2 separate regions of the Mus musculus genome follow, and region 2 is linked to region 1. A link is a contact called in public Hi-C data. All regions are on one chromosome and are shown on one strand. Each heading gives the region's core, a stretch centred on a gene start, on an enhancer-like site or on the middle of the called end of the contact. The rest is flanking DNA. Distances are from core to core; before and after follow the strand shown. Region 1 holds the start of Eya4 (EYA transcriptional coactivator and phosphatase 4). Region 2 has its middle 25 kb from the start of Gm47843.

Region 1 (7,440 bases), core at 1,501-4,000:
AACTGTTCTTAAATAAATTTATTTTTTACACAAGTTGCAGTGTTTTGAAGTTTTTTTACTGGAATGTGCTAGCCAACGCTATGCTACTTATGAACACAGATACACAGTTTTGTTTTGGAAATGAGAAAATTGTAATATTCAATGAAATAAACATAAACAAAAGGGGAAAAACTGAATAGCCCTTCCACTTATAACTGTGAAATTCCCTTGGATGAGGTGGTCTTAAAACAGGAAGGCAGTGTGCTGTGTTCACGTTCGTCTATTTCACGAAGTCAGGGAGCAGCAGGCTTTTGAAAACCAGGTTCTTTTCAGACATACCCTTACTAGGAAGGACAAGGAATCACTCATTAGAATATGAGATTTCAAGCCAGTTCAGATGTTAATAGCGAAGATTTTGATGTCGGTTTGTTTTTAACATTCATGTGCGGACATTACAAAAATGTTTCCCTTTGGATTACTTACAGCCTTTAATAAGGTGGAATTGTTTTTACAGTTTTTATCTATGTTGGATATTATTGCAACTCACTCTGGCAGTCCTTCCACACAAAACAGTCTGTCTTACATTGCTATTGCTTTTTAAAAATTTCTTGGGATAATATATTTTTTTAAGTACAAATGTCTTTGAATGCAAATGTCTTAAAATGCACCATAAAGCATATCAAATTATTTTGTTTTAGAATTCTTTCCCTTCAGCCTCTGCTAAATTTTGTTTCTCAGGTATAAGTCTGACAAAAATATATGTTGTTTTTTTTAAAGTAAAATAAAAAGTAGGTACCGTTTCTACTTAAATATCAAACTTTATTGGGAAATTGTATCAAATACAAGTTTTGTCCTTAAAACTTAAAAAATTAAATTAAATTAAAAGAGAAGCACTCAGCAAACAAAAAAGCCACAGTCCACTTTCAGCGCTGTCAGTCACCCACGGGTAAATGAAACTTCAGAAGTTGTTGATGGGAGTCCGGGTTGCTAAACACTCCTAAAGACTCCCACCTAAGTCCCCCAGGAGCCTCGCTGAAACTGACAAACGCTCATAGGTGCAAAAAGGCGGCGCTAAGAGAAGAGCAACAAAATACCATATTCAAGAAGATGTATTTCGCTCCAACAATTACGTTGATCCCAGAGTGCGGAGCCAAAGGGGGTGAGGGAGAAAGAAAACTGTTAAGTGTGGGCTCTTAATGTGAAACCCAACCTGTTGGATCTCTTTAGGTATCAGATTTTGGAAGTGTCTGTAATGACAGCCAGGAAAGCAAATTAATGGCCAAGGGCCCACTGGGTTTGAACACGAGACTCCAGTTACCTTCTCACAGATCAAGTACACAACACACACGCACACGGAGGTGCCCCACGTGTAGCTGCGCAGAAACCAAAACACACGCCACGCGCTTGGTGAGCCGCCACCTAGGTTGTCCCCGCGCGGGGATGCGCGCCTTCCACGGGGGCCCTCGAGTTCAGGAGGCTCCCTGAATGGTCCCTGCGTTGTCCGGGAGAAAAGGAGAAGGCCACGCCGATCCCACCCAAACCGCAAACCCCGTTAGTCTCCCAGGAACTTGAAAGATGTGAGCTGAGGCGCTAACATCCCAAACAAGGGGACGGTGGCAAAAATCAAACTGCACTCCCTTAGTTTTGCCACCGCTCTGCCACCAGGCTCAGTCAAAACCTCCTTGTTTCTTTCAGAGAGATTGCGAATCTCGAATACAAAGAAAAAAGGAAAAGAATTTAGTGCTAATAGAAAAATAAAATGAAAAGTTTGGGGTTGCTGTGGCTTGCAAAACGAAACGGGCTCACACAGTCTGTCTCCCAGTCACAGATGACCAAGCTCTACAAGCGTTTAGAGTGCCAAGGCCACCCCAGATCCAGTGAGCTCTGAGAGAAACCTGCTCGCCCCAGCCTGGTCCTTGGCTTTGGAGAAGTTAGAATTGCTCCTCAGCATCCGCTCCTGGAGCCAATGAACGCGACTCCTCTGACAAGGCGCCTCTAATTTCACAGACCCTGGCACACTGCAAGAGACATTCGTCCACGCCACGTAAAAACCATTAAAGTGACCCCCCCCCCCTGTTTAGACTGCGACCGGTACCTGGAGACCAGGGCTTGGCCTCTGGGTACACGCGCTCCCGGCCTCACGCAAACCCAGGCGCCCACGGCTCTCCAAGGGACACTGAGTGAGGCAGCACCCTTACTCCACGTAGCAGGTCATCACAAAGTATTAAATGTCACCGGGTGGGAGTGGGAAGAGTCTGGTGTAAGCTTCCCGGGCGACAGGGAACAGGGTGCAGGCAGGTAGGATCCGCACCCGGGGACGACGCGAGACTCACTCAGGTCCTGTGGCGCTAGACAAGAGGGGTTACTGGGGACCAGGTCGTTGAGGGTCTTCCTGGGCGAGCGTACCACTGAGGTCCTAGGGACCCTGGCCATGGGACACTGCTGTTGGATCATCGGGGAGAACTCCGAGGCTCACACACTCTCCCTGCGCGCGACCTCCATCCCCAGATCCCCATTCACGCACTACAAAGTGTCTAGCTAGCACTTTCTAGGGGACAGTTTGGGGGAATCATCCAAATCTGGACACACCTCCCCCCTCCATTGGACTTCAAAAACCGGGTCGGATGAAGAGAGGACACTCACCTCTGGCGGCCCGGACCGCCTTGGACTCCCGAAGTTCAATTGTCTGTCCCAGCCAGTGATCTGCGGGTCCGATCTACGTATTTACTCGCTTTCCTTCCAGTGTCTAAGTTTTCCCTTCGCGCTGTGTCTCTGGTAAAAACAGGACATCCCTTTCGGCCACCCCCAACAAATAGCTTACACAAGTGGGGGAGAAACAGGGCGGGGTGGGGGAGCCGGCTGCGAGGGGGGGGGGGGGAGGACGAAAGGAGCCGAACCAAAGTCCGAGCAGCCGAGCGGCGTTAGCGAGCAGAAGAAAAGAGAAAGCGCGCGCGCGCCGGGTGGCCGGGCGTCCCTCCGCAGGTCCCCGCCGCTCAGTCCCCTCTCTAGGGCGCCGACCGGGAAAGGTTTGCGCGCAAGCCGGGAGCCGCCGGAGCGTGCGCCGCGCCGCGGGCAGCCTCTCCCTAGCGCGCGGAGCTGGAGCCTAGAGGCAGGAGGCGGGATGTGGGGGGGTTGGGGGGGGACGTCGCCGCCTGCGTCCTGGGGCTAGGGTGGCCGCTGGGGGCCTCCCGGCAGGCCGCCGGAAGAGCAGGAGATCTTGGCGGGCGCAGAAGCCCTCTCTTTTTATTCGATCTCTGGAAACTGCCTGTTATCATCGGCTTTTTTTTTCTTTTTTGAGGTCTCGCGTGGGGGGACCTCCGGGGCTCCCCGGCTCTGCGCGTCTCTGGTGGCGCCGCGGTAATCTCCGCGCCCTCTGCGCCGCCTCACCCCGCCCCCACCCCGCCTGGCGCTGGCCACCGAGGCCTTTAGACTGAAGGGACCAGCCCGCCACCGGGCTCCTCGGTCCCCCACCTGCTTCTGGGCGGCGGTCCCCTAACTACCCTGTGCGAGCTACAGGCCCTCAGTCGGACTCCTTGCCACTTACCCCAAGAGAGGAGGCAGAAGGGACTCTAGTCCACTTGCAACAAAGTTAAACGCCAACTGACACCAGCCCAAAGCTTGCTCTGGATTTAGGAAAGAGCTTTTTCCTGGAGATGGAAGCGATGAAGGAGTTAGCAGCGTGCAGACGGGCAGCACTGGGAAGTGCCTGGGCCCCTTCCAGGCCGGGCGCAGCTATAGGCGCCCCTCCCAGGCGCCCAAAGGTCAGACTGCAGTGACTTCCAAAGGCCAGTCAGAACTGCTCAGGGCACACTGCTGAAATGGCATTTTGAGCCTATGCCTTCTGTTGATGTCTTTTGTACCTACATTGGATTTCATATTTCACAGACAAATATAAATATCACACTCTTGGACCAAAGCAAAGACAATCCCCAAATATTACTCCCATATAACCCCACCTTTCCCTAAAGCCCATTGTCTCCATCAGTAACATCTGTCCTGATACTTTGATAATGTGTATCAACTCATTTTGAATTTATTGTCAGTTGCTGTACTGCTCACTTGTGGTTCACGCGTGTTTGTTTAATTAATTTCCTAATAGTTATTAAAGCTGTATAAAAGATAACCAAGGCCCAAAGAAATCAAAATAATTTTTCCCAAAGAAAATCAAGTCATCTCTAGCAACAACGCTGCCTTAGATATGGCCATAGGGATGAAAAAAAAAAAAAAACCACTCCACTTCGAAGAAAATCTAGTTTTAATATTTTTATCAACTAAATGATATTCTGGACTTTTTTCAGAAACAAATTTCATCCTTCACTTGAGCTTGGTTTTATGTTACTAACAGGAGCCCTGAACTCTAGTTTAAAAGGAAAATCCATGCTGAATATTTGTTTTTAATGAGCGGGGCATTGTCTACAATGATTAAGAGGAAATGGAAAAGATGCTGGGGCTTTAAATTTAAGCTGATAAAGGTAGTGTCTTCCCTCTGCTTGCTTATTGGCTGTTTCTCCCACAGATCAGTTTCAGGGAGCTTGAGCCAGGCCAGGCCTAACTTCCCCCTTTCTGGCTCTCTGAGTGGAAGGGTTTCTGGTGGTGCTTTGCAGCCTTGGGAGCATTACCCAGAGTGCATTCCTGCGATGGAGAGGAGCACCGGTTAGTATACACTCAAGGGACATCAGCAACAAGAAAACCTCAATTATTTTGTTGTCTCCAGTTCATAGTTCAAAGTGCTGTATTGTCGGTTGGTTGGATGTTTTTGTCCACGTGACAAAGCTGAGATTCGAATGAGTCTGTATACATCCCAATCTATATTTTTAGCCTCTGGGATGCTTTCAGTAGTTGTGGTTGTCAAAAAAAAAAAAAAAAAAAGCAGCCATTCTTTTCGATACAGCATGCATGCCAGTGGCTCAAATAAGAGACTATAACAGTTAATCTGTTGGTGTCAGACTCCTCCATGAATATAGCAACTAAGACTAGAGTAGCATTCTCCTCAAAAGTGAGCAAGCATCCATTTCCTTTTGGTACAAGACTTCATATTTTGACTTTATCTCTTAAAAGGATGGAAAGATTTTTTTCTTTTTCTTTTTCTCCCCCCCCCCCCCCCCAACAGGATTTCTCTGTATAGCCCTGGCTGTCCTGGAACTCACTCTGTAGACCAGTCTGACCTTGAACTCAGAAATCTACCTGCCTCTGCCTCCCAAGTGCTGGGGTTAAAGGTGTGAGCCACCACACCTGGCTAAAATTTAAATTTAAATAAAACTCGATGTTTTAATAAAAATTGGGGGAAACGAGGTGGTGTGTTTCCTAGCTTTCTTCTTTTTAAATTATTATTAAATTTATTTATTTGTTCACTTAACAACCCTCTCATAACCCTTGCATAAGTCCTCTCCCATTCCCCTTACAAGGAGAAGCCTGCCTTTGAGTGTCAGCACCCTACACATCTCCTCCTTGAACATCAAACTGCCAGGCACATCCTCTCCCACTGAGCCCAGACAAAGCTGTCCATTTAGGGATGCTGGATCTGCAGGCAGGCAGGTAGGCAACAAGCTCAGACAAAGGCCCTGCTCCAGTTGTGTTGGGGACACATGAAGACCCAGCTACTCATCCTTGCTGTCTTCCACAATAAACTTTTCAACATGGTGACCTTGCGATAAACGTTATTTTTCTCCCTCATAACTTCTTATACAGATATACAAATATATTCCTAAGAATATATTTGCAGTTACCTCCCAGAAGCCTCAGAATTATTAAATTATTATTAAAATACTAATTATTCAACTTCTTAGTTGATCTTCTAATAATGGCACTTCACCCTGCATATACTGCTTAGTTGCCATCAAGGAGTGAAATCAATTGACTTGTGTGCAGTTCACAACTGAGAGGTTGAACAGCAATCCCAAGTTTTAAGGTTACTGTTGCCAAGGCAAACAATGTATGTTGTTCATTCCACACAGCTATGTCTAGCATCTATTAACCTTATAATTATTGACATGTCACCTACATTGTGGTAGTAAGTATATATTTAAACACAACATGGCTGTAGGTATATGTCATTTTTAAATGCACTTTTATTATTAAGTTTATTTGAGAAGGAAACCTTTTTATTGCCACTATAAATGGAAGCCAAAGAAGAGAAGACAATCCTATAAATAAATTCATAATATAAAAATAGTATTTTTCCTATATCATCTATAATCATCTCACAGTGGTTTAAGAAACAATGATTTAAAGCTCCCAATCCCAGATTTCCCAACATATATTTTTAATCATTCTTTTTCAACTACTCTAGAGAAACGTTGAAGTAGGCCTAGGTAATTTCAGAATTTTTTATTTTGGAATTTTATGTGTTTACTGTGCATGTGTGTGTTATTGTGTATGTGTGTGTGGGAGCGAGTGTGTCAGTTTATGTGTTTACTGTGTATGTGTGTGTGGCAGCGAGCGTGTCAGTGTGAGGATTTTGGGGGGCGGGGGACATGTGGGGGTCAGTGTTCTTGTCCACTCAGTCAGACTGAGGCATGAACTTAGGTGCTCCAGGATTAACAGTAAGCACTTTTACCAGCTCGGCAAGTTATCTCAGACACTGCTCCTTAGTCTACTATTCATCTTCTTTCCTAAATTATACTTGGGGTCTCTAAAATTGGAGGGTCCTTTTAGAAGTGAATTGGTCCAGGGCTTTATGGCTATTTTACTGGGGTGGAGGAAATATAATTTATAAATATGTACTTAAAAAGGGAAGGCTCTCCTAGAGGCTCTTGGTCCTGTGAAGGTTCTATGCCCCAGTATAGGGAAATGCCAGGGCTAGGAAGCAGAGTGGATGGATTGGTGAGCAGGGGGAGGGGGCAGGGGATAGGGGGTTTTTGAAGGGGAAACTAGGAAAGGGGATAACATTTGAAATGTAAATAAAGAAAATACCTAATTTTTAAAAAGAAAGAAAGAAAAGAAAAGAGAGAAAGAGAAAGAGAGAAAAAAAGAAAGAAAAGAAAAGAAAAGAAAAGAAGAAGAGAAAAGAGAAGAAAAGAAAAGAGAGAAAGGAAGGAAGAAAGAAAGAAGGGCTCTCCTAAAAGACTGTACCAGTTTCTAGTTACTTACTTCTCCTGTTTTCCTCTCTGCCCTGTTCTGTCTCCCTCTGAGGCCTTGTAACACCATGGCAGCAATACTGACTGGCCCAGCAGGTCGGTGACACCAAGTTCTATATGACAAGGAGCAAGGCAGAAAGAACAGAAGACAGGAGACACTCAAAGAACCCAAAAGAAAACACGGAGAACTCCCAAAGTCAGACACCTGCCACAGAATTCAGGAATAGTTCTAAAAACGAGCAAGTCACCGCGAGAGAATATCTAAAACTGTCCAGAAAAAGATACTGGGGGGAGGGGAGTTAGGCAAAAGCAGTGGGAACATAAGATTCCCTTAAAGGCAGTTGGCTGCACTCTGCGCCTGGGGGTTGGACACCGCCACGGTTAG
Region 2 (7,440 bases), core at 1,491-3,990, 200 kb after region 1:
ATGGGCAAAATGACTTAAGATGACCTATCTCATGGTGTTACCAAGATTAAATCCATCTCTAATTATCAAGTGCTTAGATACTGCCTGAGATGCCACACGCAATGAGGGAGCTCGGGACCTTGGTAATCAATATCCAACAACAAAGCATCTGCCTCGGTCCATCAGAGCTATATGGATAGCAGATGGAGAACTGAAGTAGCTACACTTTTAGATGAAGCCCTTCAAAAAGGACACTTATAATACAAATTCATCAAAGCTTGAGTCTTTACTAAGGTTTGGAACCACCTCGACGTATCCTGGGAAACTCTTCACAGAAGCAAATACAGACCCAAAGACGCAGTTCTGGTTCCAGTGCTGTGCTCTGCTCCTTCCTAGGATTGCTGAAGGTATCAGAGCATAGACGTTTCTTCTGCTGTAGCAGTAGCTGTGCATGACAGCCAGTCAGCACCATTTGGCGAGTCTAAGTGTTTATGTGTACCTAGTTTACTGTTATAAGTAATATCTCACATAAGCACATATACGAACTGAAAGGTAGTCACTTGGGTAAAATTGTAATTCTACTTTCAATTTTATTTATTAAAATATGTTGATGTTAAAGCTTAAGCCAAAAATAATACATAAAAAAGATTCCTTAGGAAACAGGTGGCTTAGTAGTTAAGAGCCCTGACTGTTCTTCCAGAGGTGCTGAGTTCAATTCCCAGCAACCACATGGTGACTCACAACCATCTGTAATGGGATCCGATGCTCTCTACTGGTGTGTCTGAAGACAGCTACAGTGTACTCACATACATAAATCAATCGTATTTTTAAAAAGATTATTTTATATTTTAAATATTTCTGTATACAAAAGACAAATCTTATCTTTGAGAACTTATATAATAGGTCGAGGTTGTAGCTTCATAGTAAGATACTTACCAAACATCTATTAAAGCCCTAAGTTCAAAACCCAGCACTGAAAAAACATGAACACATATACCATGAACAAACTTCATTCTTTTTTTTTTCCTTTGGATTAAACATAGCTCTTTAGTTACATTGAATGAAGCTTTGTGCACCTGAGAAACAAGACCCAGTCTTTGAGGAGCCTTGAGCTCAAAATAGCTTATGCTTTCTGGTGAATGGTAAATCAGCTGGGCAGGGGTGGCGCACACCTTTAATTCCAGTACTCAGGAGGCAGAGGCAGGTGGATCTCTGAGTTCAAGGCCTGCCTGGTCTACAGAGCCAGTTCCAGGACAGCCAGGGCTACACAGAAAAACCCTGTCTTGAAAAAAATGGGAACAACATTATGAACTAACCAGTACCCCGGAGCTCTTGACTCTAGCTGCATATGTATCAAAAGATGGCCTAGTTGGCCATCACTGGAAAGAGAGGCCCATTGGACACGCAAACTTTATATGCCCCAGTACAGGGGAACGCCAGGGCCAAAAAGGGGGAGTGGATGGGTAGGGGAGTGGGGGTGGGTGGGTATGGGGGATTTTTGGTATAGCATTGGAAATGTAAATGAGCTAAATACCTAATAAAAAATGGGAAAAAAAAAAGAAAAAAATGGAAGAAGAGTAGGAGGAGGAAGAGGAAGAAGAGGAGGAGGAGGAGGAAGAGGAAGAGGAGGAGGAAATAAAAAGTGAGTAGTTTGTAATTAAAGGTTTTTTATTTGTTTGTTTTATATTTTAATAAAAAAATGAAAGCTCCATTTTGAGTGAGCCAAATGAATTCCTGTTTTGGTATCTATATTCTTGGACAGCAATTTCAAATGATGTTTTCTAACTCAAGACCCCAATTAGTAACCTTTCTGTTTTACTTTTTTTGTTTTTTATGTAGGTAAATGTATGTAAATGACTATTGTCCATAGCATGTCTGCTAGAAGTGCACATAAGCACATATATGTATCATATATGTATCACAAGCCTTTGCAGCCGTGTGTATACAGATACTTGGTTAAATGAACACAGCCTCTAATCAAGCCACAGCACTGAGAAAGGAAACACCCTGAGCAGAGTTAAGAATCCACTGAGCTCGCCTAGCTCTTTGGAGAATGCAGTTCTAGCGTTGGCTCCCATTCGTCTGTGAAGCACATCTGTGACTTCTTTACTAACCATTTTCCAGTCTCTTTCATAAAATAACGGTTGTGTTCTGGTGTTTTTCATTTTGAATACTCCGAGCACGTCTCTTGGCCCATCCACCGTCACGTTGTTAAATCTAAAGTGGAAAGAGAGAGTGCTCACCCTGGTCACTCCAGTTGGCAGCAGAAAATGTGTTGTTTTCAATTACCGTGTATAAAAAACCCAGCCACAAAGAAAAGCTGCTTTCTGGGGAAGATATGCCTGGAGAAAGCTCTGCTGTAAATTCAGATGGAAAAGGTAATCTGCTCTTAGCCTGGATTGAGGATTCTCAAACATGACACTAGTGACATCTGAACGCTATCAGCTTCGTCCTGTGGCTGCATGACCCTCGGAGATGTGGGCTAGATCCCAGGGCAGAGCTGTTTGACAAAGGGAAGTTCATTTCCCACCCTTTTGCTTCATGAGGATGCCTGCTCCTTGCAGTAGTAAAAGTTAACACAATACAGAAGCCTTGCTAATATAAAGGATTTGCGATTAGCACTCCACATCAATTCTGATTTTCCATATTTTTTTAGTAGGGCCAGGTTTGCTAATAAATCGCCAGCTGTTACAGTCACTAAGCCTATTTTCATCACAACCACCACATAACAGGACCTCTGCAAATACCCAAGGCCTGCTTGCCTGCCTCATACACATGTATATTGTTGCAGATAAAAACGCACCCTTGGCCAGCACTTCTGGGCCTTCACTGTTAAGGACTTAAAATACAGTTATAACTTTCGGGTGGGAAGGTGGTAGATCTGTGAGCAACATGACGTCACAGTCAATCTCTCCCCGTTGCAACTGGAGAGATGATTTCTAAAGAGAGGAGAAAATCCCACCAATGTTATTTTAAAGGACCGATTACTTACTAGCATACAACCACACACACACACACACACACACACACACACACACATCCTCCTCGTTATCAGAGTACTGCTCCATCAGTGATGTTAGGAGGAAAGTGAGCAACGGCTGGTTGATTAGAAAGGAAAGATTGAAAGGAGGAAAACAGCGCGTCCTCTAACAATTATACACAAGGTTTTCAGAGTTTAGATGAACAGTTTACATGCTGACCCCTGAGAAGAAAATCATCTTTCATAGGAATCAGACTTTTTCCTCTCCCCTTCTTCACCCCCTGACAGAAAGTCAACCGTGTATTACAGAAATGCTTGCATAACAACGTTCTGTAAAAATGGTGGGATATTAGGAGGTGATTTAGTGGAAATCGTGTGCTAATAGCGCAGACTTCTCATGGCAGTGAGCCTTGCCCCTGGGAAAACTCCATTTCCACCACACCGCGGCCCCTCTGTAATGCAGGATTTGACAAGCTGTGTTCCTGGTAAAATGTTATTGTTGGCAGAGGTGGTCTTGAGGGACAGCTTTGGGAGGCTCCCTGTGAGTGGAGATGTGCGAATTGACAGCGGCACCTGTGGGACAGTCAGGTACCTCTGACCCAGATTTGCTCTGTTTTCCAGCACCCTGTCCCTTTGTTCTGTAATGAGAGCCAAATGTTCCTTTCTCCAGTCCCTGGGGCCCTGTAATGTGATGCCCCAGTGGGCCTCCAAAGGCCCTGGGCCCTTTCCACTCCTGGGCATTGTTTCTACCACTGCCCTGAATTTAAAGTGGGGTGAAAGCCTGCTGCAGCTCCCTGAAGTGTATGCCCCTTTTCTGTGCTCCCTAAGAGGGGATCCGTGCTTGCATGCCATCCTGAGTTTTGCTTCCTGGTGATCGAGAGGTGGGTCACAGGTTAGTCATGGACACCAACTGTCATTTGTTTGCTTTTATTGGCAGCAGAGTAACCTTTTTAAAAATTGTTTGTTTTGTTTTTTTAATGATAAGAAATGTCTACCTTAAAGGCAGTCTACTCAGAGCAGGAAATGCCAGTGCTGGACCTAAATTACAGGGGCCACAGTTGTGAGAACAGCTATGAAGGTGCAGCAGCAGGACCTGTGATTCAGGGTGCATCGGAAAGTGTCCCTGTGTGGCCTAGTTTCCCTCCGAAAGCTCATCCTTTGCTTAAGCCTGTCTGACCGGCAGCCAGGGCCCACACAGACATCAATCAATCTGACTTTTGCTCATAGGACTAACAGAAATCTGGCCCCGAAACGCAGAGAGTCTCAGGACAGTTCTAGAAATAAGTGCTGAAAGTCTTTAATGCTTACATACAAAACATGACTGTACTGGCTCCTAACACTGTGTCTTGCCCAGCCACTCACCGATAGGCTGAATAAACTTAACTTCAAGTTTTTTTACAAAGACTTTTCCTTCGTCACTTTCAATCAGGGCTACAGGAAATTCGGTCTCCAGTTTGTTAACTCAGGCCCCGCTTTTCCAGAGTCAGTACCTTCCATCTCTGTGGACAGATCAAAAACTTACTATGATTATCATAATGTCATGTTTTTGAAAGATTACCTTCCTGCCAATGCAGAGTTAGACAATAATACAAACACAACAACAACAAATGGGTTCATAGTAAAAATAATAGATAAATAAATAAATCCATCCATCAACCAATCAATCAATCAATCAAATCAATCAAGACAGTGAAAGGAAAGAGGCAGCATCAAATCCAAACCATGAGCTACTTGGGAGAATTATGATCTGCCTACTTCTTCAAACAGTATGCATGATATGAAGCATTTTGCATACATTACCCAATGTGGTCTACAGTGCAAGCTTATGGTAAGCTTGCTATTGTTGCTTTGCTTTGTAGATGGGGTCTGGGGGGGGGGAGGGGGGGCAGGGATGAAGATTGAAAATGGAAACACAAAGCAATTTGCTACAAGCTAATGAATAACTGAGCTGGGATTTTCACTAAAATCCATTTAATTTCAGATGCCAAACTGGAACACTGACCAAATCTAGTTTGTTGTTCGTAAACAGAAAGGCCTAGGGTCAGAGTGATGGCATTCTACTTAGCCTGGATACTAATGACAATTGACAATATCACTCAGTAAGCCTACAGGAGACTTTAGTGATCTGAACCGACTCCTCTGGCTTATGGATGCAGAGGCTGAAGGTCAGAGGTAATATCATCTACATAATATCATACAGCACCATGGCAGAGCTCAGCCCAGAATGCAGCTCCTTCAGGGCCAGGGCTGTGTTTCTACTCTCTCAACATTCTTGGCCAGCACTTTAGACCATCTGTATTTTCAGTACATAGCCTATTAATTTCAAAAGTTTGAGCTAAAAAGAACATTTTATCACCAGCCATTCATCTGTACATAAAAACGTCTGCCCCTGCTATCTCTAGGTAGTAGTAACGACTACATGTTGGCCACTGCTCTATGCCTGCTGTAGGGTCAAGAGAAGAGTATTAAAGCAAGAGGCATTGACTTTGTTAAAACAAATATGCCAGTTGGCTGGCTTGTTTAGAACATCTTGTCCAGAATCTTAAGAGAATTAGGTGAGAGAGGGGAAAGTCTAAAAATCTGCTGTTCTGCTTTCCCATGTAAATTCAGGATGTGTTTCTTTTTACATGCATGTTGAATAGTTACCAATGCGTTTCAGACTTGGTGAGGAGGTGACTGTATTTCCTCTTGTTCTGCATTTCCTAAGTCATCAATACAGGAACCAACCACTCCTTTCCCCCTGGTAAGCCAGTCAGATTGAGAATTTTAAAAGAATAAGCCATGGTTCTATGAAATTTGTTTTTCTAAACCATTAGTTTTCTAAGTCCATTTTTAGGCACTGTATTCAGAAAGAGGTGTTTAACGGTATCAATATATATAACTCTCACTCTTCGCAGTGCCAGTCATTTAGATAAACAAACTGTCCAGTTGTGACGCTGAACTTTGATATGATATACTACTGATGATGTAGCAGATGGGCAGCTTGGTCTTCATGTCTATTCCCCAACACCTGGAGGGGGGTGTTCCTGACTCTGTTGTCTGCCTGTGGATCTTGCTCTCCTAACTGTGCCACCTTGTCTGGCCTAAATGGGAGAGGATGCACCTAGTCCTGTGATGAGTTGATGTGACAGGATGGGGTGATACCCAGGGGAGGCCTCCTCCTTCTCAGGGGAGAAGGGCAGGGGGATGGGCTATGTAAAGGGTATGTAGGAGGGTATGTATGTAAAGGGTATGTATGTAAAGGGTATGTAGGAGGGGCTACAATCAGGATGTAAATTGAATGGATGACTAAATAAATAAATAGGAATAAAAGATATACTGGCAACGTAGATAAAGGATGGTTCATGAGTTTGACTTCATCCAGATAAAGAAGCTCAATATGAGAAAACCTTCTGTGCTAAGTTTGCACAGCCAGAGATAATCCTGTGTGGGTCCTCTCTGCTATTCACAAAGCTAATGGCCTTTCAGCAGAGCATTGCTCTTTCCATTTTTAGTGGTTAAAGGCTCTTCGTTCTCTGAGGAGTGAAATATGCATTCCTGAGGAGGCTCTGATTCCTTCCTTCTTACAGTCAGGATCCCGTCTCTATCTCCCCACCCATGCCCCTTTGTCCAATCATTTAGAAATAAGCACCTTCATGCACGCCCCAACAAGAACTCCTCAATTAACCTCCCTTTCTGTAATTGTTAACATTGATTTCCAACCTGACAGCTGCATAGGAGACAAACCCCTAGATACCTCTGTGGGCAAGTTTGTGGAAGACATTAGTTGAAGTGGGAAGACCTACCCTAAATGTGGGCAGCACCGTTCCATGGGCTGCGAGTCCTAGACCACAGAGAAAGGAGAAAGCATGCTGTCTGGCTTTATTTGCCAGTTGCTATGAGAATATATAATCTGACAAAAGCAACCTAAGGAAAGGGAATTTGCATCGCCTGGTAGATCAAGATCCTGCCCGCCATGGCTGGGAAGTCAAGGCAGCAGGAGCTTTGAAGGAGCTGGTCCTATTACATCATCAGGGAGAAGAGAATAAATGAACATATGGCATTGTCCAGCTCCTTTTCTTAAACGGCATAGAACCAACCAGGGAAGGGTGCTACCCATAGTAGATAAGTCTTCCCACATCATTATTACAGTAACGCATCTGCTTAGTGCCACATGCATTGGTTCTCTTCTGACACCATGGTCAACGTTCCTTACTAGTATGATAGTTGCCAAACATACCAATAGCCATGGTAAAAGCTAACTCTGCATGTTTCCTGAGTAAAAGTTGAAAAAATGAACCCAGGCTAGAGGAGCCTGAGCTGGGGGTAAAGCTTGAATCCATTCCAATCAGAACAAAATACAGAGCACAGCCTCTCCACTGGAGCCCAATCAGGCAGTTCAGGTAGGGCAAGGACCCAATGGCATGGATCAGAGTTAGAGTCACCCACATTCCACTGATTAGGAGAGTCACATGAAGACCAAGCTGCACATCTACTACAAA

What was found. A called contact is a pair of places that touch in the nucleus more often than the background predicts.
Region 2: a Hi-C map of muscle stem cells shows a contact between it and region 1, with 2.3 times the contacts expected there. The contact joins the enhancer-like site here to the promoter of Eya4 in region 1. A contact is called at or near these places in 5 of 39 promoter capture datasets (the 3T3-L1 cell line, cranial neural crest, frontonasal cranial neural crest and 1 more), 5 of 484 Hi-C or Micro-C datasets (embryonic fibroblasts, muscle stem cells, myocytes and 1 more) and 4 of 115 datasets of contacts at active chromatin or transcription factors (craniofacial prominence, embryonic limb bud, embryonic stem cells and 1 more).

The regions. Positions count from the first base shown.
Region 1 is chr10:23,347,140-23,354,579 of GRCm38.p6, forward strand. It overlaps Eya4 (EYA transcriptional coactivator and phosphatase 4), which reads right to left and starts at 2,751. Exons shown (of 19, transcript NM_001347372.1): 1 at 2,623-2,751.
Region 2 is chr10:23,545,776-23,553,215 of GRCm38.p6, forward strand. No RefSeq gene overlaps it. Among named protein-coding and RNA genes, the nearest start is that of Gm47843, 25 kb to the right of the region's middle. Within about 2 kb of position 2,741, at least 20 of the 459 cell types and tissues checked have an H3K27ac peak or open chromatin away from gene starts, as enhancers often do. A contact at or near this core is called in muscle stem cells, where this site is marked.